Linked DNA regions of Mus musculus: regions 1 and 3 are each linked to region 2. Evidence: chromatin contacts called from public promoter capture Hi-C data. All regions are on one chromosome and are shown on one strand. Each heading gives the region's core, a stretch centred on a gene start, on an enhancer-like site or on the middle of the called end of the contact. The rest is flanking DNA. Distances are from core to core; before and after follow the strand shown. Region 1 holds the start of Grb7 (growth factor receptor bound protein 7). Region 2 holds the start of Fbxo47 (F-box protein 47). Region 3 holds the start of Med24 (mediator complex subunit 24).

What was found. Promoter capture Hi-C pulls out the DNA fragments that hold promoters and counts their contacts. Capture Hi-C pulls out chosen DNA fragments and counts their contacts.
Region 1: a promoter capture Hi-C map of adipose tissue shows a contact between it and region 2. The contact joins the promoter of Grb7 here to the promoter of Fbxo47 in region 2. A contact is called at or near these places in 2 of 115 datasets of contacts at active chromatin or transcription factors (memory CD8 T cells and pancreatic cancer cells) and 1 of 9 other capture datasets (adipose tissue).
Region 3: a promoter capture Hi-C map of erythroid cells shows a contact between it and region 2, with 4 times the contacts expected there. The contact joins the promoter of Med24 here to the promoter of Fbxo47 in region 2. A contact is called at or near these places in 1 of 39 promoter capture datasets (erythroid cells) and 1 of 9 other capture datasets (liver).

Annotation. Positions count from the first base shown.
Region 1 is chr11:98,445,212-98,448,970 of GRCm38.p6, reverse strand. It overlaps Grb7 (growth factor receptor bound protein 7), which reads right to left and starts at 2,137. Exons shown (of 15, transcript NM_010346.2): 1 at 1,722-2,137. It also overlaps a transcript of Mien1 not described here.
Region 2 is chr11:97,882,067-97,885,857 of GRCm38.p6, reverse strand. It overlaps Fbxo47 (F-box protein 47), which reads left to right and starts at 1,704. Exons shown (of 11, transcript NM_001081435.1): 1 at 1,704-1,935.
Region 3 is chr11:98,727,325-98,731,461 of GRCm38.p6, reverse strand. Med24 (mediator complex subunit 24) reads left to right here and starts at 2,043. Exons shown (of 26, transcript NM_011869.3): 1 at 2,043-2,090; 2 at 2,475-2,677; 3 at 2,765-2,847. The coding sequence starts at 2,548.

The sequences.
Region 1 (3,759 bases), core at 888-3,387, 560 kb before region 2:
AAGATGGACAGCTCTAGGGGACGGTAGAGTAACTAAAATTTGAGATGAGGCAGGGGAGCCTGCTGTGGGGCCTGCCCAAAAGATGGAAAACATTCAAACTAGGGCCTAAGCAAAGGTTCCGTTGGAGAAACTGGTCCCCCAACCAATTTGTCCTCTCAGCTAGGCCACTCCAAACTCTGGCTCTCCAGCCCCAGCAGCTCCTGCCCCACCCTCTCTCCTACCCTCCCTGCTGCCTTGTTTACTTCCTGAATCTTGCCCCACCTAGAAAGCCCCAGGGGCGAGTGGCAAGGCCTAATGTTTGGGGCCAACTGCAAACAAGGCCACCATCTCCTCTTCCCAAGATGAGGCGAAGGGTTCGTGGGGCAGACACTGAGCTGCTGGCCTGGGCAGCCTGAGATCCGGCTCTGGACCAGCACAGGAAGCTAACACCCATCAGGACTTGGGGAGGGAAGTGGGGGGGGGGGGGGGCTTAACCTTTCCGGGTACCGGGAGCAGGTGGGGAGGTAGGAAACCCTGAGTTGACCCAAAGTTGATGCTCCACCCATTCCGCCGGGGTTGGGGGGGGGGTGGGAACATCCAATGAAATAAAGCGGGCGGGACAACTCTTTTAATGTTTAATTTGGGAAGAATGCTAGAGTTCTCTGTAGAGTTAATCATTAGTTTGCCTTCGGGGAGAACACAAACACACACACACACACACACACACACACACACATTAGCACGCGCTATTGGGGGAGAGCAGAGTCCAAGCTAGACAGACTCATGACCCAGAAGGCATTGCATTCTTGGGGGGAAAAGAGGGAGAAAAGGTTGAAAATACTATCAGCTGTCCCTCAGATGCACTCTGTCTCCATCCTACCATGAAAACCCAGACCTAACTAGGTCTTTCCCCCAACTTCAGCCTCAGGCAGGCCCACATACCCGGCCATACACTGTTTTCCAGGCCCCGAACTGCAGACCTTCACACTACACCCACCCCTCTAGCTTTCTTTGTCCACACTCATTTGCAGCCAGGAGGGATCCGCAGCCTGCTGAGCTTCCGTATCGGAGATGGGACCACAACGTGGAGAGATGCAGTTCCAACCATTGCGGGAGTCGCTCTCCCTTACTCCCCTCCGAATGGGAACCCCAGATTGTAGTAAACTGAGCTCAATAAGGTATTGAAGGGCAACCTCCGGATCTAGCACCCCCTACTAACTGGTGTTGGGTAAGAACTAGTTTTAGCCGGAAAGTCAAGATTTCAGGTGATGGAGAGACCTTACCTCGGGTCTCAGGGAGCAAGATGAGGAAGGGGAAGGATTGGTGATGCCAAGCAACAAACAAAACAAACAATGCAGCGCAGAGAGCATCAGGAGTGTGACTCTTTCCTTAGGGACCCAGACCTAACTTGCATCCCATCCCATCCCATCCCATCCCCCAAGATGAAGTTCCCGCTTCCGCCTTTACCCAGACCATAGCTCACCTGCCTGAGGCCACCGGTTTAGGGAGGAAGATTCCAGGCCTTAACTATCACCCACCCCCCTTCTCCCCCACCCCCACCCCCACCCCCCGCCTCTGGCCTGACCTCGCCGAGAGAGGGCGGTCAGGGGGGAGAGCGTGGCAGCCTCCCGGCCATCTAACTGGGCAGCAGGCCAGATCCGCTCGATGCAGGCACAACCTGGGGCCCTCGGTGAGGCTGGGGGTAGGAGCAGATTATCTAAGACCGATCTCGGTCGGCTTACCTGGAGCACCTCCAACAGAAGGAGCCGGACACCCGGCCCAAAGTCTGGCTCTGTCTAGAGATCCCAGACACTTAGATTTGATTTCGAATCCTTTCTCTCTTCTCTACAGATGGTAGAAAGGCTATCCCGCCTTTGGAATGTTGAGGCGGGAGAATATAGAGCGAGCCCTGCGTATCCAGATTCCAGGCCCAGGGAAACTAAAATTATCTCGGGCAGGTAAGGGCGGAGCCTGAGAGGCTCCCTGGAGAAGGAAGCGCAGGAGGAGGGGTGGAGACTCCTCACAATGCACCGCCTCGAATTGCTCTTGCCCTTCCTACTGAGCAGCAGGTGCTAGGAGAGAGGGAGAGAGAGAGAGAGAGCAGGTGCCCCGGAGAGAACAGGCTGGACAGAGAAAAATCTAGAATCCTGACTACATGGGAAGGGGAGTTTGGAGGCTGTTTGTTAAACGCGAATGGTCCCGCCCACTCCTACTCGTCCCATTCCAATGATGGTCAGTTCATTGGTCAAGCTAGGGGGCCGTCTTCAGCTCGGATCTCACCCCCTAGGGCAAAGGGCACTGGGCTTAAAAGGGAAGCCAGAAGAGGTGCTCTGCCCTTTGACCTCCAACCACAGTCCAGCCGCCCAGGCTGTTGTCCTGGCCCTGCTAAAATACCCAAGGTGCACCCTCTCTTCCGAGGCAAGTCCAGGGTCTCACCTTCCTAGTTTCAAGTTTAAGAGTGGCAAGGTGGCCTAGTGGGAGGGGCCACAGTTCTGGTGACCGTTGTGGCCTGATGCAGATGGCTTCTATTACAGCAGTTACTCCAGCTTTCTGGTTCAGCTCACAGCAAACATTGGAGGATCAGGAAGAGGGGTTGAGAGTCCCCAGATCAAAGGCAGCGGGCCACCTCCCAGCTTCCTATGGCTAAGAGTTAAGAAAACAAACAAGCCACTGGGGCGATAAGGGGTCTGCCCTGAGGAAGCACAGCCTCCCTTAGCTTTTCCGCTTGAAAAACTAATGTGGAAAGCCACCGTGGAAGTGTGTGCCTTTTAATCCCAGCTCTCTAGGGGCAGGGGCAGGTGGATCTCTGTGAGTTCGAGGCCAGCATGGTCTACATGGACAGTGAGGACTGTACAGAGAAGCCCTGTTTCAAAAACAGAGTGACGACAGACAGACAGACATCAGACAGACTAGTATGAATAGAGCAAAGCAAAAAGGTGAGGAAGGGGCAGGTTGCTTGGGCCAGGAAGCAATTTGAACAAATTGCAGGAGACAATTTCCTCATTTCCAACCTAGCAGACCTGTGCTTGGCGCTGGGTATACAGAGCAAAACAACAAAAACAGACCCGCCCTTTGCTGGCTGCAACCCAGTCGGGGAGACTGACCTTTAAGAGTCACACAAATAAGAAATGACAGGTGACAAGTTTGCCAGGTGAGTGACTCACAGGAGGCAGGGAAGGCCATGAAAACAAAGCCAGGGAGGACCTGGCAGTGAGTGGGAACCAGAGGGGTTAACCTGCCATGGTGGACCCCCAGTGTGGAGAAGCAGCTGCTGGGAGGGAATGCAGAAGAGAGTGGGGGTGGACAGGAACGGAGGCCATCAGGTAGTCTGGGCAGGTCTTGCAGGTACGGGAGGGGTGGAGGGAAAACACTGCAGCTCTTAAAAGGGGGGAACACAGTCTCTTAAGCTGCTCTGGAAAGAGCAGACCCGTGGGCCCCTCCTCAGCTACCAGAGTCTCAAAGCACTGAGGAGGCAGAGCCCCAGGAATGTGAGATATTGACAAGCCCTCAGGTGGCTGTTTTGCAAACCAGGTTTGAGAGCCATCCATCCTGTTTGTCCAGACTGGCAGGAGGAGTGGGCAGAAGCCAGACCCTGCCAGGAGTGCAGGGCTGCACTCTGAAAAAAGATCACTATGTAGAAGGCTGAGCTGGAGGAAAGCCAGACTCCAGCTGAATGAGTGATATTCTCTCTCTCTCTCTCTCTCTCTCTCTCTCTCTCTCCCCCTTCCCTCCCTCCCTTCCTGTCTGTCTGTCTGTCTGTCTTTTGTTTTTCAAGATAGG
Region 2 (3,791 bases), core at 455-2,954:
AAGAATTAAGGTACAGGATAAGGAAGGCAGGGGGCAGGTAGTACTGAAGTATCTGTCCTAATTTAGTAAATGAGATACGAGACAGGTCATCTCAAGGTTACAGCACCACTTGGGGAAGTAAGTATGGCTACAGAAAAAGTCATGTAAAGTGGGTTTTTTTTTTTTTTTTTTTTTTTTTGCTTTTTGGGGGTAGGGTGGGGGTTTGAACCTGGGACCTCACATCTGCTAAGTACATACTAATGCTAATGCTCCCAACATCTAAGAGGTACAGATTTCCAAAAGAAACCTGGAGGAAGATTTAGAAGAGGGAAGTCAGGACTTTGAGGATGCTAGGGGTGGAAACTAGGCTCCAGTGTGTTCTAGGCAAGCATTCTACCGCTAGGCTACTCCAACCCAGGGAAGTCAGGGTATCTGTTATCTACTTTAACTGGTTGTTTGGTTTTCTTGTGTTTCTATGTGGATAGGTGTTTTTCCTGAATATATATGCCTATGTACCTGAGGAGTCTAGGAGGCCTGGACTACAAGAGACCCAGTCTCAAATAATATGTATCATTCTGTTATATCTTTAAGGCCTCCCAGACAGCCTGCCCCACTGCAGGCTTCCATCTGAATCAAGCCCTGCATACTGGATCATGATTTTTGTAATCCCAGCACTGTAACTGGCTCATGCAAGAGTCAGAGGTTTAGGCTAGCCTAGCACTACCCAACAAGACCTTGTCTCAAAGAAAAAGAGAAAAGAAAAAGACACAGAATCTGTAAATAAATGAGAATTTAATATTAAGGGCTTTGGGGGTGGGGTGGTTGAGCCAGATTCTCAAGTAGCTTAGGCTGGTTTAGCCTCCTGCCTCCATCGGGAAATGCCATCACACCAGGCATCTAACAACTTTTTAATGAAAAGCTCTTGTGACAGATCCTGTTGGCCCAGGGGAAGAGTGAATCGGAAACTGCCTTAAAACTGAGTGTAGGGATGGAGAGATGGCTCAGTGGTTAAGAGCACTGACTGCTCTTCCAGAGGTCCTGAGTTCAATTCCCAGCACCCACATGGTGGCTCATAACCATCTGTGATGAGAACTGATGCCCTCTTCTGGGTGTCTGAAGACAGCAAAAGTGGACTCCTAAACGTAAAGTAAATAAAATCTTTTTTTTAAAACCTGAGTGTAAAAAAACGTAGTGGAGCGTATAACTCCTCCAAGTTTGAGATCTCCATTTACAGCCTCCCCACTTACCCTACCATAAGAGCTCCCGTTTCTCCCGTTCAGCAACTTGGTGTCTAAAATGGAGGTAGCACGGGCTTTTAAGGGCCTCACTCCGAATAACATCCCTGAACAGGAGGGCACCATGGGAGCCTCTGCTTAGTATTCATGAGAGGGCGTGGCCTGCTTGGGGGCGTTTCCCGAGAAGGTTCTGGGTATTCATAAGGGAAAGACTGAAGAGCCGAGGTTTCTTTCTATTCGCGAGGGGGTGGGGCCTCCTCCCGTGCGTGGACTCCTGGGAGTGCTCCGAGCGATTCAAGAGAGGAGGCAAAAGAGCCGAGGATCCCGGCGTCTCATCCTTTCTTGAGAGGGTGAGGCTCCGCCCGCAGGGTTCCCGGGAGATCTCTGAATATTCATGAGGGGAGGGGCAGAGGAGGCGAGGCTGCTCGATATTCATGAGGGGGCGGAGCCTCCTCCCGCTGGGGCTCCTGGGAGAATTCTAAAATCTACTTGAGGCGACGGGGGCGCCCGAGAGCTGAGGACGCAGCTCCGGGGCGGAGCGGAGAGAGCGGAGCAGGATCCGCCCCCATTATCTGGCGGGAAAAGCCTGAGGAGATTTTTTTTTTTAATTTTTTATTTATTTTTATTTTTAAGTATTTGTGAAATCTGAGGATGGTGGGACGAGACGACTAAATCCCACTTTCCTGTGATACTGTAGCCGGAAAAACTGTCGAAATCTGTGGTAACAAGTGTTTTATATTCCCCAGTACTTCCGGTAGAAATAATTGCGTGTTTTTCAGCAGGTCCTATTTGATTTTTATGCGGGCCAGTTTCTGCTCTGGTTCCCTAGGTGACCTCTTTGGCGGTGTTTAGCGCTGGCAAAGGAACGTTAAGACAAAGCGCGGTGACTTGCTGGGGTATTTTTTCCCCTCCGGAAGAGGGTGTGGGGGCAGGGACGAGGTCGGCGCCCTTAGACCCGCCCCGTTCTCGGTGCGTGGGCGGGGCAGTGCTGCCTGTCACCGGCTCCTCGGAGGCCGAGGCAGGAGGCTCGAGAGTTCCACGCCCGCCGGGGAGCCACAAGGGAAAAACTGTATCCCATTGTCACAGGGCTTGTGCGCTTCGTACCTTCAGGCTAAGGGGAAAGCAGGAAGAGTTTGGTAGGAAATAGGTACTGTTTCCACAAAATCCTGCGCTCCTCCACCCCTAAAATAGGTCTGAGGGAGGAAAGGGAGACTTAAATGTTGGGGTTTTGTTTTCTTTTGTTTTGTTGGCTTTTTGTTTGTTTGTTAGTTTGTTTCCACTACAGTGTTTCTTTGTGAAACCACCCCAGCTGCTGTGGGACTTGCACTGTTAGACTCCCACAGACCAGGCTGACCTCGAACTCAGCCTTTGTCTCCCTTGTTGCTGGGACTATAGCTGTTCGCCAGTTGAGTCTAAGTTTTGAAATAACTGGGATCAGTTGGTTTTTGTTTTTTTTCTCTCAGAGATTTAAGTGAAAAATTATACATACACGTTATGTCTATACCCTTAATAGGTGATAAAGACCCCTGGGAGGAGGTTGTTTAGCCCCACACTAGTCTGACTAGGATGGAAGTTTCTGGAAGAAAAAGCAAATTTATGTTTTATTATAGTAAAAATACTTGAAAATTCTGTAGTAAGCATGGCAGTGGTGTTGCACGCCCTTAATCTCAACACTTGGTAGGCAGAGGCAGATGGATCTGTGTGACTGGATCTCTGTGAGGCCAGCCTGGTCTACTGAGTGAGTCCCAGGACAGCCAGCATTATTACACAGAGAAAATAAGGAAAAAAAAAAAGGTAAGAAAGAAAGAGAACAAAAGAAAAATTAAAATTAATAACAACCTTTTTAATTAAGTCAATCAGAATTCTTCCACTTGGAATTACATGAGGATATTAAAATACATATTCTTGTAGAAATACATGTATTGGCATTGAATTAAATTGTAATAAGATTACAAAATAGTATGAGTCCTTACTTTTTTGTCGAAAATGAATACATAAATACAATTTTCACAGTAATATAAACACCAAAATACATGAGTGAATTTAGTTTTCTTTCACTTAGCTGTGTTTTATAAAAATAAACATATTGTGTAAAGGTAGCCATTTTCACAATTACTAATCTGAAATTTCACTGAAATCTGAAGTAAAGCGCAACTATAGTCATTTGTTTGTTTGGTTTTTGAGACAGGATTTCTCTGGGTAGTCCTTGGTGTTCTGGAAATAGTTTTGTAGATCAGGCTAGCTTCAGACCCAGAGATCTGCCTGCCTCTGCCTCCCACCACCACCCTGCTTCACAATTTTTTGTTGTTGTTGTTTTGGGGTTTTTTATTTGTTGTTGTTGTTTTTGTTTTTCGAGACAGGGTTTCTCTGTATAGCCCTGGCTGTCCTGGAACTCACTTTGTAGTCCAGGCTAGCCTCGAACTCAGAAATGAGCCTGCCTCTACCTCCGGAGTGCTGGGATGAATGTTTTCAAATGTGTAACAATTTTGACTTGTTGTAAACTAAGATGTAACATAACAAGATAGATAAGTATCAATGTGGTTTTTAAGTTACTTTGTATAGAAAAAAAACAATATT
Region 3 (4,137 bases), core at 794-3,293, 850 kb before region 2:
GGAAACTCTGCCAAGCCTGAAGCCTGGGCGGCTGGTGAGGAGTCGGGGACCAGGGAAGGCAGATGGCTCAATACCAAAAGCTGCTGCCTCTCAGCATTAGGAAGGGTGGAGGCGGGGCACCCTCCCTCTCAGAAATCTGCCAGGATTTGTGCCAGAGGGAAGGATTTGAGCTCTGAGTCTAACCATCCCCAGGCCTAAATATCTCCACCCCCTCCCATATGGGTGGACCAACACTCACTAATTCAATAAGGAGCACTCACAGAATTGACAGCCTGTTTCCAAGAGGGGCCGTTTGAGCTCTGAGGGGTAGGGAAAGAGCAGCTGTATCCAGAAACAATTTATGATGGTGATGGTGGTGGTAGGGTATTGGGCTGTGTAACAGGAAAGGAGTAGGGGGCTCACCACGGGCAAATGTGGCAGTATGGAGTGCAGGTCTGTTTGGAGGGGGAGTCTGAAGGTTATGAATCAGGAGTCTGAGAACTCCTTCCTTCCTGCTTTGGAAGATTTGGCTCCACATTCTTGGCAGCTATTTTGTATAAATACCATTCTCGAATAGTATCCCCTGGGAAGGCACAAAAGAGCAGAATAAAAATGGGTGTGTGTGTGTAGAGAGAGATGGAGGAAGACCATAGGCAGTACCCATCTTAGAAGGATGTGATTTGGCCGTACTCCAGCTATACTCTCCCTGTTCATAGCGTGCTCCAGGTACCCAGGATCCTATTAGTCTCCTACATGTCTACAAGGCCAGTTTTAGAGCCCATGTGGACTGTTTTCTCAATATTTATCCTGATTCTCAGTCAAAAGGTAGCTCAGGGAGGGGGCTGTAGTTCAGTGTAGAGTGCTTTCATAGCTGTACAAAGAGGAATGTGGGACAGAAGAGGAATGGGTTGGGGAATATAGACAGAATTTGAAGAAACAGGCTGACCTATCTCCTTGGGATATGAGATTGGGAGCCAAGAAAAAGAGGGGTGATAAAGCTCTGCCTCCAAATGTGCAGAATGGTCTTAGCCACAATACCACATTTGATCCCGAGGCCTTCTTTTTTTTTTTTTTTTTTAGATTTATTTATTATTATATGTAAGGACACTGTAGCTGTCTTCAGACACTCCAGAAGAGGGAGTCAGATCTCATTACGGATGGTTGTGAGCCACCATGTGGTTGCTGGGATTTGAACTTCGGACCTTCGGAAGAGCAGTCGGGTGCTCTTACCCACTGAGCCATCTCACCAGCCCCCGAGGCCTTCTTAAACAGTTTTTGAGACACCCAATAATCTTAACCCATATTTCCTCTGTTTTGTTTGTTTGTTTGTTTTGTTTCTTTGTTTTTGTTTTTGTGTTTTGTGTTTTTTAGACAGAGTTTCTCTGTGTAGTCCTCCTGGCTGTCCTGGAACTCACTCTGTAGACCAGGCTTAAACTCAGAGACCCAGCTGCCTCTGCCTTCTGAGTGCTGGCACTAAGGGCGTGGTGCCATGCTCAGCTTCTGTTTTCTCCTTATTTCCTTTTGTATCCAAACAGTATTCAGGATCAGTGAATTCTGGGAGAATTGTCAGATTTGGGGTTAAAATGATGGTATGTGTGCTGCTACCCACACTTCAGTGTCTCTTTTGGAATAGAAATATGAAAATGAGAGCTCTAGTGCCTACAGGGGCTTTCGAGAACAAAGGCCAAAACCCAAATAGAAGCCAGGTTAGAAGCCAAAACAGAAGCCAGGCTAGAATTCACTGTTATGCCTCGTTTCTGGGAAATAGCCACAGTATCAGAATGATTGAAGGTAGGGATAGATGGCAACATCACTGGGAGACAGAGAGTTGGTTTCTCCATAGACCCTGAGACTCTGGGTACCAGCGTACCTCAGCTCTTCGGATTATCTCAGATAAAAACCACCAGAACCAATTAGATTAATCCTTCTGCCTGTTTGGCAGCTTAGACAAGTCTTAGACAAAGAACTACAATTCCCAGAAGGTATTGTGGCAGGACTCGCCTCTTGCTACGTTTCTATTGGTTGGTGTGTGTTGCCGCCGGCCAATGGTAAATGATTTCCTTAGTAGGTGTCAAGATGGCGCTGCCTACGATGTACAACCGGTTTGTATGGTAGGCTTAAATTTGGGGAGATGGTAGATGTAGGAAAAGAAGGAATTACAACTTCAGGGCCGAGGAAGGTAGAGGCAATGGGGAGAGGGTAGATCTGGGTTTGGGGTGGAAGTGGTGAGGAACGCAGCTAGAGCGAAGGGCATAATTAGACAACCGGAGCGGGCTTAACCCTTTCCTGCTCGCTTCAGGGCTTTGTTGACACTTTCTGTCCCAATTCGAGAAACGGTTGTTCAGAAACCGAGAAGGTGACAGAGCCGCTAACTTGACGCCTTCTACTCTGCCTAGTTTTTTTCCTCTCTGTTTATTTTTCTGTTTGTTTGTTTGTTTTGCTTAAACCTTCTCGAATTTCCGTTCTATTTATGTCTCCCTTGTTCTTTCCCTCAGAACTCCAGTTCTCATCTGGCTCCGTTTTTAAACTCCCACCTTGTCACTCATCTCGCCTCCTTGGAGTGACATCATGAAGGTGGTGAACCTGAAGCAGGCCATTTTGCAAGCCTGGAAAGAGCGATGGAGTGACTACCAATGGGCAATCAACATGAAAAAATTCTTCCCCAAAGGAGCCACCTGGGACATTCTCAACCTAGCAGGTCTCAAGTAAAATGGGCAAAGAAGGATGGGAGGGGTGTCCTCAGAAAAGCTGTAAACACTCAGCCTTACTTTAATTTTCCTTGCAGAAGCGCTCCTGGAGCAGGCTATGATTGGGCCTTCCCCCAATCCTCTGATCCTGTCGTACCTGAAGTACGCCATTAGTTCCCAGGTAAAGATTCCCGACTCTTGGCTTTTGGAGGTGAAACACCTGGAGAACTGACAGTTGTCCATTTAGGCTTAATTTATTGCAAAAATAACACTCCATTTGTTGTAATGAATGAATATTACATTTATTTACTCTCTCCATATACATTTACAAGTAAAACTTAAAAAAAAAACTACATGTACTTATGGGCGGGGAGGGCATGCACATCGCAGAATGCTTGTGGAGGTAAGATACTTTTGTAGCCAGGCGTGGTGGCACACGCCTTTAATCCCAGCACTGGGGAGGCAGGTGCAGGCGGATTTCTGAGTTCGAGGCCAACCTGGTCTACAACGTGAGTTCCAGGACAGCCAGGACTATACAGAGAAATCCTGTCTGGAAAAACCAAAAAAAAAACAAAAACGATACTTTTGTAGAGTTTGTAGAGTTCTTCCCACCTTTCTGGGGATTTGAACTCATATTAGCACGCCAAACACCTTCACCTGCTGAGCCTCTTTGCCAGATCCTTGTTTCTGTTTTTGAGACAGTGTTTTATGTAGCCCAGAATGGACTTGAATTCCTGATTTTTCTGCTACCGCCTCCCACAATTGATTTGGGGGTGGGTGGGTGTTGATAATCAAACCTAGGACCTGCAGATGCTAGGCAAGTGTTCTACCTTTGAGCTATTATAATCCCTCTCTGGGTGTTTGCAAATGTTAATGTTTGTCACACAATGGTAAGTCCTGGGGATTTGATCCCAGTACACAAGGGAAGTTGAAGGCAATGCAGACTATCGCTAATCGTTGAGCGATGGGGTTTATGGTATGATTAGGGCAGAGTATAGAAATGAAGAGAGGATATGGAAGTGATGCCTAGTCCTGCCTGAGCAATCACAGAAGGCTTTCTAAAGGAAGTGATGTTTAAACCAAGGTCTCTATGGTGAGTAGAAGTTAGCCACACAGATGAATGAGAATGAAGAGCAGAGAGAGGAAATTATAATTCTACACAGGCTGGGCTGGACAAATTATAAGTTATCCACTACTGAAAGTGAGGGCTGCAGATACAGTTCATTGGTAAAGTGTTTGCTTAGCAGGGACAAGGCCCTGGATTTGATCCCCGGCACCACAAAAAACCTGAAGGATATTTGGCATTGGTGCAACAGAGCTGAACACTACCCAGCACTTCTGTTTATTATATCACATATGTGATATCATAGGCATCGAGACAGAAATTTAAGGTACACTTACCCAGAGATAGGGATGGAGCTCTGTTAGTAGTGTGCTTGCCTAGCATGGACAAGGTACTGTTTTTGTTTGT